2 separate regions of the Mus musculus genome follow, and region 1 is linked to region 2. The links are chromatin contacts, called in public promoter capture Hi-C maps. All regions are on one chromosome and are shown on one strand. The core of a region is the stretch at or near the end of the contact, and the rest is flanking DNA. Distances in the headings are between cores, read along the strand shown.

Region 1 (5,524 bases), core at 1,699-4,198, 250 kb before region 2:
TCCTAGCCAGCCAGGCTATATAGTAAGACACTTATCTACAAAAACAGACAAACAAACAAAACCAAAATTAGTCGATAGTTATCTTTAGTCTCACCTCTCCAGAAGCTGAAGCAGGATGACTTGAGCCCAGGAGTTTGAGCCCTCTTAGGGGACTTAGCAATATCCCATTTTCAAATAAATAGATAAAGTTAGTCACAGTGATGCACATCTGTAGTGCTAGGTAGGAGGATTGAGAGTGTGAAGCTATCCTGGGCTATGCGGTGAGGTCCAGGCCAACCTAGAATACATACAGACCCTGTCTACATAGAGACCCTGTCTCCCTCCCTTCCCTACACTTGCTCTGTGTGTGTGTGTGTGTGTGTGTGTGTGTGTGTGTGTGTGTGTGATGTAAATAAAGATATTTCATGCTCTTTGCTGGGAAGATGTATTAGGTATCTATTGATATCAAATTAGCACAAAGCTTAATGAGTATATCAGGCATGCTGCTGCATGCATTAAGTTCGAGCCTGTGTGAGGCTCAAGGGGCAAGGGAACTAAGCACCAATTCACAAATTGAGTTACACAGTCTCAAGACAAAACAAACATCTGTGGTTTTAGACGGTCGGGGTTCTGGGATTGGCCTAGCTAGGTGACTCTGATTCATAGCATTCATATACCATCCATCCAGGTGTCAGCCTACACAGTAGTGTAGGTGTGGATCCACTTCTAGGAAGGCCTGTTCCTGTACCTCTTGGCAGTATATCACAGTTCCGTGTCACTTTAGTCCCCTCTTTAGGACTGCTCTTGATAAACCAGCAAACATGTCACAGAAAGCTCAGCCTGCATGAGAGAACAGAAAACCAAAGTGCCTTTCAGCGACCCAGTCACGACACACTCTGACTTGTGCTTCAATTATTTTGCACATTATAATTGCTCCCCTAAGTCCAGTCCATACTCAAGGGGCAAGAGAACTAGGCTCCAATTCTTTTGTCTGGCGTTTTTCTTGGGAGTTTGGCAGATGGGTGTAACTAATTAGGTAGCCCAGGCTGGCCTTAAATGCAAGAACCTACTGCTCCAGGCTCCCCAAGTGCTAGGATTTCTGGTCTAAGTTATCATACCCAACTAAAGTGCCAGATCTTAATGGGAACAGTATCAGTGTGCACATACCTTAAACCCTCACGTAATATGACGTTATTCTCAACTCTACATTAAATGCAATTTCAAAAATCATCCAATTTTTGTTTGCTTATTTGAATACGGGGTCTCACCATAGGCTAGCTAAAGTTAGCCTGGAACTTGTTAAAGCTCCAATTCACAACCCTGCCTCAGTTTTCTGATAGATGGTGATGAGGCATCTGGTTCAATGGCACAGTAAAAGCAGACACAGCTCTCTCTCTTTGTTGGGATATAAGCCAAGGGACTTGCACATACTAGGAAGGCACTCTGCCACTGAGCTGAACCCTATAGAAGGACTGAGGACCTTAAACTAAAAGCAAAAGTATACAGCTAACGTAATAAGCTGCAGAAGAGTATCTTTGGGACCTGGGCAGGGAGGATTTCTTTAAAAGTACAGACACGCTGGTTGTGGTGATGATCCCAGCACTGAAGAGGCTGAGGCAAAAGTTTTATGAGTTCCAGGGTGACCTGAGCATACAGTGAGGGACAGACCACAGGGTGAGAAATATTAGAACAACAAAAAGTATTCAACTAAAGATAACTACTTACAAATTTAATAAAAATCCATGAAAATCACTGAGAAATGTGGGAATAAGCTTACCAGGAATTACAGATGAATGGCATCCAAAGGGTAGCAAATCGATTTGTGGTGGGGTTGGTGGAGGAGTGGGAGGCAGGCCTTTACAATGTTGAACAAATTTATTCTAGGAGTCAACAATGTAGAGTTCCTGGAGGCAAACAAGTTATTAGGCACTGAAGGCTGGGAAAGATCACATCGTCAGGCAGTGGACTTAGACACTACTTGCTATGGATTTCATTATGTACTGCAAAAGTTCATCCTTTCGATCAAGACCCAGTATCCCGAATAGAGAGTAAAATTCGTTTAGTGGATTGAGATTTGCATCCTTTGAAGCTAGGCTACCTGGCTTGCTGAACGCATTATCAGGCGTAAAGAGACTGTCAGATAAGGATGCAAACTTAAGTCAGAGGATGACACCAAGGGAAGGAGTCCGCTAACACACAGCTATATGTTAGGAGGAGGGGCTAAGCATTCGGAAATGTAAGGTTTGACAGGAAGAACTCTGAAGGCCTCGGGGCCTTAAGGGATATGCAGTTAAAGGTCTAAAAAGAAAAGATTGGTTTCTGAGGACGGCAGTTCGCTGGCACCGACCTACTGTCAGTTAGGACTTCCTATGGAAAGGGAGAGATGACGTCAAAAACACTGAAAATGACGTCAGGGAGGAAAAGGCTCTATGGATCCAACCGTTTGAGATGGAAAGGGGGCCAGTCTCTCGGGCAGAAAGGAGATGCTTATAGGAGAACGCACTGAACTCATAAAGCTCCTCTCGATTCCCGGAAGCGGCGAGGCAAATTGCTGCCTCCGCCTTCCTCGTCCTCTTCCCAACCCCCCCCCCCCGCTGGCCTCAACCAATGAGCACGCACGCCAGGGCGCGCTGGGGGACGTTGTGTGACGTCTCGGCTACGCACGCTTTATCAGGCGTCTTCCCGCGCCGCAGTCTCTCTGTTCTCCCGGTTCCTTCGAGCTCGTCGTCTCTGCCGTCCTCTGACTTTTAATTTCCAGGTAAGCGCCTTCGCCTTGCTCAGCGCTCGTTCCCCACCTCACTTCCTTGCCCTCTATGGGCGAGGGACGAGGGCAGGAAGAGTTGTGGCCGCTGATATGTGGGCTTGAGCTTTGAGGAGGGTTAGTCCCAGGCTCGAAGGCAAAAATGTATTCATTGTGAGGCGGGCGTGCTGCATCGGAACGGGAGAAATGCCGGAAGGCACGGGCTCGGGCGGCGGCGGGGACCACGCGCCAACCTGTACCGGCTGTCCCTTCCCACGTGACCGCCGCCATCTTGTTCTGCGGGGAAAGAGGAAATGCAATGCTGCTGTAGGCCTGCGCGACCGTACAAAATGACGGGCGTGGCAGCCTGGGATGTTGTGGGCATGCGCGATAGGAGTCATCAAATGGCGGATGGGCTCACCCAGCCTTGCTGGTTCCCGCCTTTTCTGCTCCCGAGCCTCTTGCCATTTGAATTGTCTCTTTTAACCCATTTTCTGTCTTCGCTGTAATTCTCTGTATCCGGATATTGTACACCTCACTACCTGCCACATTGACTCCCCAATAATTCGTGCACTCCCTTTAGGACTTGCCTTCTGCCATGTCGTCTGAAGAAGGGAAACTCTTCGTAGGAGGGCTCAACTTCAACACCGATGAACAGGCACTTGAAGACCACTTCAGCAGCTTTGGGCCTATCTCTGAGGGTGAGCCATGGACCAGCCCCGGGGTTGAGGGTTGGTGGAGAAGAGCTAGTCTAGAACTAAAACCTGAAATTCTCTTTAACTTCCATGTCTGTACGGTAACGGTTAGGCTGAAATAAATTCAGTTGGATACAGGATTTTTTTTTTTTTAAACAGGAGCGGGGGGGTTGGCGGGGTCCTAATTCTCCCAAGTGCTATTTGATCTGTGGCTGTGCCTGGCTATTACTTTCTACTTAGATGTTAGGGTTCTAACATTTGTCTTTCTGCCCCTCCCCCAGTGGTTGTTGTCAAGGACCGGGAGACTCAAAGATCCCGGGGTTTTGGCTTCATCACCTTCACAAACCCAGAGCATGCCTCAGATGCGATGAGAGCTATGAATGGAGAGGTGAGGCCTCCTGCCTGCACAGGGGCCGTCTCCCTGTCTGCCACTTTCTTCGTTCTTTCTGTTTTCCCTCTATGTCTGCCAGGGGCAGCGTGGCCACTCACAGGAGCATGACTGCCTTCTGTTCTAGGGGGTGGAGGGCAGCGGCAGACAGAGCCGGGCTGCCTGGGAGGCGACGACTGGTCCTGCATGAGGCGGAGAAGCCACCTGTGGATGGTTGACCTGCTCTGGGCTTAGGTAGTAGAGTCTGCAGAGCTGTGGGCCTGGCAGAGGACCGGAGAGGACCTCGTGAGTCTGCTGGGATGGACTCTGAAGCCTCAGACCGAGAGAGGTGTCTAGCCCTAATAGTCGGGCAGCTTAGAGGAGTGGGGAGGATACGTCAGCCTGAGTTCAGTCAAGATGTAAGTAGTAGCAGGGGAGACCGGTGGATTCAGGTCTTTTTGTGGGATTCCATAGCTCCTGGTGAAGCCATTCTGGTCAGCGGAGCTTGGCTTGGACGAGGCACCCAGAATTTGGTGCCCAGCAGGAATTTCTGGGCTCTTGCCTACACCTACCTGCCTGTGCCCATTCTTCCCTCATCCCTACTGTGACTGACAATTCCTTGTGTCTGTCTCCTTCCCATACCTAGTCCCTGGATGGGCGCCAAATCCGAGTTGATCATGCAGGAAAGTCTGCCAGGGGATCCAGAGGGGGTGCCTTTGGTGGGCGTGGTCGCAGTTACTCTAGAGGTAAGTGCAGTCATGGTTTGATTATGAGATTAAGTAGCGCTATTTAATGTTAAGAGCCTATGTCTGAACAGCTACTATTTGAATATTTTTCTGTAGGTGGTGGAGACCAGGGATATGGAAGTGGAAGATATGACAGTCGTCCTGGAGGATATGGATATGGGTATGGGCGGTCTAGAGACTACAGTGGCAGGTGGGTATTGAGAGGTTGGGATAGTCAGGTACCAGTGTTTTTAAATCTAGTTTATGCTGAAAATGGGAATTTTACATAGTGCTCATATTTTATGTATCCTGTTTATTATACATTTTTTAAGAGTATTATGTGGCTTGGATATATCAAAGGTCAATTGCCCGTGCCCACCATGTACCAATCTCAAGAATACAGTCTCCATCACCTGAAAACTGACTAACATTTCTATTGTGAATCTGCTATTATGAAACATGACATGTATAGTTTTTAGTGTTTAATGTCTACAATGTAGAATACATTCTTGTAAAACAATATCGCTTTTTCCCAGAAGCCAGGGTGGCTATGACCGCTACTCAGGAGGAAATTACAGAGACAATTATGACAACTGAGATGGGGCATGCACACAAAATGTAGGTGAGACCTGAAGATTGGCATTGCGTCAACCTGTTATCATCAGACCCTCTTCTCCCTTTTGCTTTTCTTCTCGCCACACTGCCCTTTATCTCTGCTGCCTTGATGCCTAACCCAGCCACTTGGGTGCTCTTGCTGTTACATGCATGCCAGAGCTAGTTGAAGGGGGGGCGGAGGCGGGGCATGGTAGAAATAAAAGAGGTGGTATGCTGCATCTTTATCAACTCTGGGAGGTAAGCGTGTTATCAGTCTGTTTCTTCCTGACATCAAAATTCTACCTCTTACTATTCTCAGATACACAAGGAATAACACTTCTGATCCAGGATCGTCCTTGCAAATTGCTGTATTTATAAAGATTTTTGGAGCTGCGCTGAAACGTCTGTTTTAGTACATCAAGTT
Region 2 (5,476 bases), core at 2,590-5,089:
TACATTGTGATTCATAACAGTAGCAAAATTACATGAACTTTTATGTAGTAGCAATGAAATTTTATGGTTGAGGGTCACCACTACATGAGGATCTAACTGTATTAAAGGGTCACAAAACTTGGACCCTTTAATTAGGTTGAGACCTGGGGTGGCGCATGCCTTCAATCCCAGCACTCAGGAGGCAGAAGCAGGTGGACCTCTGTGAATTTGAGGCCAGCCTGGTCTACAGAGGCAGTTCCACGACAGCCAGGGATACACAGAGAAATCATGCTTCAAAAAATAGGGCTGGGGCTATCCCAAAAGCTGTTGCCTGTCTGTGGGATATGTTCTACTAGCTGGGCTGCCTTCTCTGGCCTTAGTGGGAGAGAAGTACCTAGCCTCATAGACATTTGATGTGCCAGAACTGCGGAGGTTGGTGGTGGTGGGGGGATATCGGTAGTGCAGTGAGCAGGATGTAAAGTGAATAGGAAAACACAAATAAATAGTTAAATAAATAAATGAAAGAAAAAATGAAGGTTAAGAACCACCGCCCTGCTGGACGTGGTGGCAACGCCTTTAATCCCAGCACTCGGGAGGCAGAGGCAGATGGATTTCTGAGTTCAAGGCCAGCCTGGTCTACAAAGTGAGTTCCAGGACAGCCAGGGCTATACAGAGAAACCCTGTCTCGAAATACCAAAAAAAGAACAACCGCCCTAGGAAGAGTGACAGTGAGCAAGGAGCAAAGTGAACCTGCATTAGAGGAACCTGTGAAGGAGGCTGAGGCTGCAGCTCGGCAATATTCTTAGCATGCAGGATGGGAAGATGGAGGTACCAGACTCCATTCCTTAGTGCAGAAGAAAAAAAGAAGAGGGCGCAATACGTGCGAAGATTCCCAAAAATGAGAACTATGGACAAAGGTGCAGGAAGGAGAGTTCTAGGAGCTGAGGACGACTCCGAGCAAGACAGAAAGGCTACAGAACCAGGTATGCTGCCAGATGCCTGGAATGCTAGTACTTGGAAAGCCGGGACAGGAGGATTTGAAGTTGTGTGCCAACCTGTGCTGCGGAAAACGGTTTGTGTGTGTCTGTGTGGAATATACACATGACCGTGCAGGTGTGTGAACATGTGGAAGTCAGAGTATCTCACTGAACCAACTTCTAGCTAGGCTGACTGGCCAGCAAGCTCTAGGGATATATATGCCTGTCTTGTGTTCCATCACCTCCACCACTGTTAGAGGCATAGTAAGCATGCCTCATGCTTGCTACCAAATCCAATGAGCCTTCTATCTTCAAGGGGTGGGGCTCAAAGGAAAGGTATTATATTACTCTCTCCTTCAACTTAAAGGTTCTTTCTGCCAGGCAGTGGTGACGTACGCCTTTAATCCCAGCACTTGGGAGGTAGAGGCTGGCAGATTTCTGAGTTTGAGGCCGGCAGCCTGGTCTACAGGGTGAGTTCCAGGACAACCAGGGCTATACAGAGAAACCCTGTCTCAAAAAATCCAAAAAAAAAAAAAAAAAAAAAAAAAAGAAAAAGAAAAAGAAAAAAAAAAGGTTCTTTCTGCCCAACTCCTGTCATTTTCCTGTATAGAGGATTTTTTGAGGGGGGGTGGGGGAGACAGGGTTTTTCTGTGTAGCCCTGGTTGTCCCAAAATTCACTCTGTAGACCAGATCTGGCCTCAACTCACAGATCTGACTGCCTTTACCTCCCAAGGGCTGGGATTAAAGGTGTGTGGCACCACCATCCATATAGAATTTTATCCCAAAGACTGTCTTGTGGTAAAATCTACGGTGTATACACATTGAAAATTTGATGCTAACCCTTTTCTTTTTATTCTAATTCTAAGGATGGAACTGTGGGCACCCCACACACACATACACACCCACCCACTTGCTTAAATCAACTGTTCTACCACTGAGCTAAATACTTCTAGCCCCTAAGACTGTTTCTGACAGTACAGTATTTCCAGAGTTCTAGCTGGATAGTTGAAGAACAGAATCCCTCAAACCCTAAATCCAGAAGCCAGGCCCAACACACAGTAGGTGAACAATCAACAGAATGTTCAGTATGCTCAGAGCAGTACTCCTATGTCAGCAAGACCGCAGATTCCCACACCACTGGAGGAAGGCCCAACTCACAACAGGGGCATTGCGGAAGCCCTTGATAGCCTGGAAGACTCCACCACCAATGACACCCATGGTGAAAGCTCCACCGCAATCATCCACAATTCGCCATGGGCTGCAAGCAGGAAGGAAAAGATTGGGTTAATGTGAGACCCTGCCCTGCTTGGAGAACCAAACAGGGAAGCTCAGGACTGATGCAGAACACCTTAGATGACAACAAATTAGTTCTGACACTTTTTATATTCCCCAGAAAGCCAGAAAGGAAAACCAGATGTGTTTCTGCACACCTGTGATCAACACTTGGAAGGCTGAGACAGGAGGATCACAAGTTGGCAGTCCAACTTGGGCTCTAAATGGAGACCCTGTCCCACAAAGAAAGTTTGTGCCTTTTAATACCAGCACTCTGAGGTCAGAGGTCAGCCTAGTCTAGTCAGTTCGAGGCCAGCCAGGGTTCTATAGTGAGATACTGTCTCAAAACAAACAAACCCCAAAAGAAAAGGTTTGTAAATCTATCTGTGGTACAAAAGTGAGAAAACAATTTGGGATGGGGGAGGTGTCTCACCACATAGCCTTGCAACGATGGGTTTACTACTGGCAGAGCAGTGCTCTTGATTACAAGCAAGCGTCAATACAACTGTTTTTGTCATTATCAAAAATCAAATGGCTTTGGAATCTAGGTCCCCTGTCCCCCACAATCTGTCTCTTGCTTAAATCAACTACTCTACCACTGAGCCCCTATGACTGTTTCTGACAATACAGTATTCTCAGAGAGTTCTACGTGAAACTAGATTTGAAGAACAGAGTCCCTCAAATCCTAGAACCAGGAGCCAAAAACAAAATGGTTTTTGTTACTATCAAAAATCAGTAAGAGTTGTCATGTGCCTGGCAGGGGTGGTTCACGCCTTTAATCCCAGAACTTGGGGGGCAGAGGCAGGAGGATTTCTTAGTTCAAGACTACAGAGTGAGTTCCAGGACAGCCAGGGCTACACCACAGAGTAACCGTGTCTGGGAGGGGGGGGGGGGAGTTGTCGTGTCAGGCTTCAATAGTGTTAACTAGCAAACGTTATTTAAGTAAAATATAAACAGGGTGACTGACACTCGGTTCGACACAAAAAGCACGTCCAGAGAAACCCTTGTGTCCTTTTAAAACCTAAATCGGACAAATCAAAAGACCGTGCGGAAAAGCCAGGTGCCATCTGGCTTAGCCCACAGTGAGTTCACACATGCCCTATCCTATGTCAAAAGCCAGCCTGAGAAAAGCGACACGAAGAAACCCTGTGGATATTGGCTCCACGCCTCTCCTCCCTCACCGCCGGAATGGATCTGCCCAGCGTTTCTCTTTTGGCTCACAAAGGGGGTCTAGGAGAAGAGCCAGGGCAACAGTGCGATAGTTTGTCCCACACCGCACATACTGGGACACTCCACGGTGGCGGTTTTTTGACGAAGTCCGAGTGGGAGGGGCCATGCCGGATGCGCAGAGGCAGTGAAGTTTCCGAGCCTCCCGGGTCAGGGACTTGACACTGCAGCCCCTGCCTTCCCCGCCCGCCTCCCGTTGTCCGCCTGAGCGTCGCGCGGACTGTCCCGAAGCCTGTGCCCATCGCCGTACCAAGGTTCGCGAGCGTACTCCTCCATGGCGCCAGAGTCCGGCCTGGCGCAGTCGGTGGCGCGGGCGAGACACTCCCCCCGTCCCCCTCCCGCTCCGAAACGCCCACAAGCTCTGAGGCGCTGTACGTAGACCAAGGGAACAATTGGTTCTTCTCTGCTTACGTAAGGCCAACGGCGCGCTCTTATTGGCTAGCCAGAAGGGCCACATCCGTTCCATGTAAGCGTCGGATGCGACCAGTTAATTGCACCTGGGGAGAGTCGAGGAGCCTGTTGTGCTTTAAACCAAGAGCCCTTCGGTGTTGGTAAGCACTGTGCCAATGAGGGAGAGGAGGGTAAGGAGATAGACTTTGACTAATCGCACAGTTGTACTGGTAAGGCTGGGGTGTAAGCTTTCTTTTAAAGCTGGAGATGGCGTTGGCATTGTATCTCCCCCATCCTAGCGCCTTGGTTCCGCCCACCGTGCGGACTTTGAGGAACGTTGGGTGATCCCATTTCTGGGTTGCGGGTGTGTGGCACTTGGTCCCTTGGGTGATGGGTGGAGCCTTGGTCTAGAGAGGAACTGGGTCTTTGGTCCATCCGGTCTCCAGTGCCTGGGTCCGGAGAGTTCTGCTGATCCTAATTCTGGCCATATTGCTACATATCTCTTTTATCTTTTAGCACGCATTTTTGTTCTCTTCCAGCTACTGTTGCAGTTACGTAGGTGTGTGTGTGTGTGTGTGTGTGTGTGTGTGTGTGTGTGTGTGTGTGTGTGTGTGAACACACGCGTGGTTACTGGCTATCCAGATTGAAATGTTAATCAGATCTGCCCTTCAGTACTGTCTTGTCTGTTTCTAGGTCTGGTCAGCTACCCACTATGCCGCTTCCTGTTGCGCTGCAGACCCGCTTGGCGAAGAGGGGCATCCTCAAACATCTGGAGCCGGGTGAGAAAACTAAAAGCAGATGCATCTATCATGTGCCAGTGTTAATAGACGTTCTGCTGTTTATTCTATTCTTTATTCCCCCTTTTCTCCGCCCCCTCCCGCCCCTGTCGAACCTAGGTGTTTGCTAAGTAAGTGCTCTGCCATCTTCTGCCGTCCTAGTGTGCATCTTCCCCCGCCCCCTTGTACTGCTGGGGTTAGACCAGAGCTCTTGGATGCGCTCTATTGAAGTATATCTCCTTGACTGGCACCTTGGTTTTGATACTTGGTATCTTGCATGGCCTGGCAGGCATCTCGTTGTCAATATAATTTTTTCTGATATTCATTACTTCTTCGTGGTTGGTGGGTGCTGTGTGAAGTGTAAGGCTGGAGGGATAGCTTTAATTTAAGTCATGAATCAAGTGGACACGGTGGCAGGTACAAATATCTCAGGTACTAAGGAGGCTGAGCTACAAACATGGCTTGAGTCCAGGAGGTCAAGGCCAGACATGGCAATTTGGCAAGACCCAGTCTTCAAAAAATAAAAAACAAATAGACATAAGTATGGTGGCATTCATCTGTAGTCCCCAGCATGGCTGGGGCAGGTAAAAGGGATCACAGGAGACAGCCTGGTTTACATACTGAATTCTAGGCCAGATATACATGTGTCTGTGTGTGTATGTACACATGTATATATGTGTATATATATGTGTGTGTATCAGAAAATAAGTAAAATAAACCCATGACTGCATGGTATTTAACTAATTAATGTTTGAGACATGGTCTCATTCTGTACTTCTGGCAGGCCTGGGACCCATTCTGTATATCAGGCTGGCTTTGCATTCATCAAGATCTGCCTGTCTCCGCTTTCCTAAT

Evidence for each region. Promoter capture Hi-C pulls out the DNA fragments that hold promoters and counts their contacts.
Region 1: a promoter capture Hi-C map of neural stem cells shows a contact between it and region 2. The contact joins the promoter of Rbm3os here to the promoter of Timm17b in region 2. A contact is called at or near these places in 21 of 39 promoter capture datasets (the 3T3-L1 cell line, 3T3-L1-derived adipocytes, the C10 cell line and 13 more), 12 of 484 Hi-C or Micro-C datasets (B cells, CD4 T cells, CD8 T cells and 8 more), 12 of 115 datasets of contacts at active chromatin or transcription factors (the 230-238 cell line, T-cell acute lymphoblastic leukemia, double positive thymocytes and 8 more) and 4 of 9 other capture datasets (adipose tissue, embryonic stem cells, liver and 1 more).

The regions. Positions count from the first base shown.
Region 1 is chrX:8,142,851-8,148,374 of GRCm38.p6, reverse strand. It overlaps Rbm3os (RNA binding motif protein 3, opposite strand), which reads right to left and starts at 2,948. Exons shown (of 3, transcript NR_033561.1): 1 at 2,644-2,948; 2 at 1,757-1,883; 3 at 411-819. It overlaps Rbm3 (RNA binding motif (RNP1, RRM) protein 3), which reads left to right and starts at 2,495. Exons shown (of 7, transcript NM_001166410.2): 1 at 2,495-2,737; 2 at 3,303-3,420; 3 at 3,696-3,802; 4 at 4,428-4,527; 5 at 4,624-4,717; 6 at 5,046-5,124; 7 at 5,420-5,524. The coding sequence starts at 3,318. The coding sequence ends at 5,103.
Region 2 is chrX:7,897,699-7,903,174 of GRCm38.p6, reverse strand. Timm17b (translocase of inner mitochondrial membrane 17b) reads right to left here and starts at 3,839. Exons shown (of 6, transcript NM_011591.5): 1 at 3,706-3,839; 2 at 2,115-2,214. The coding sequence starts at 3,731. Pqbp1 (polyglutamine binding protein 1) reads left to right here and starts at 4,175. Exons shown (of 7, transcript NM_019478.4): 1 at 4,175-4,404; 2 at 4,539-4,624. The coding sequence starts at 4,558.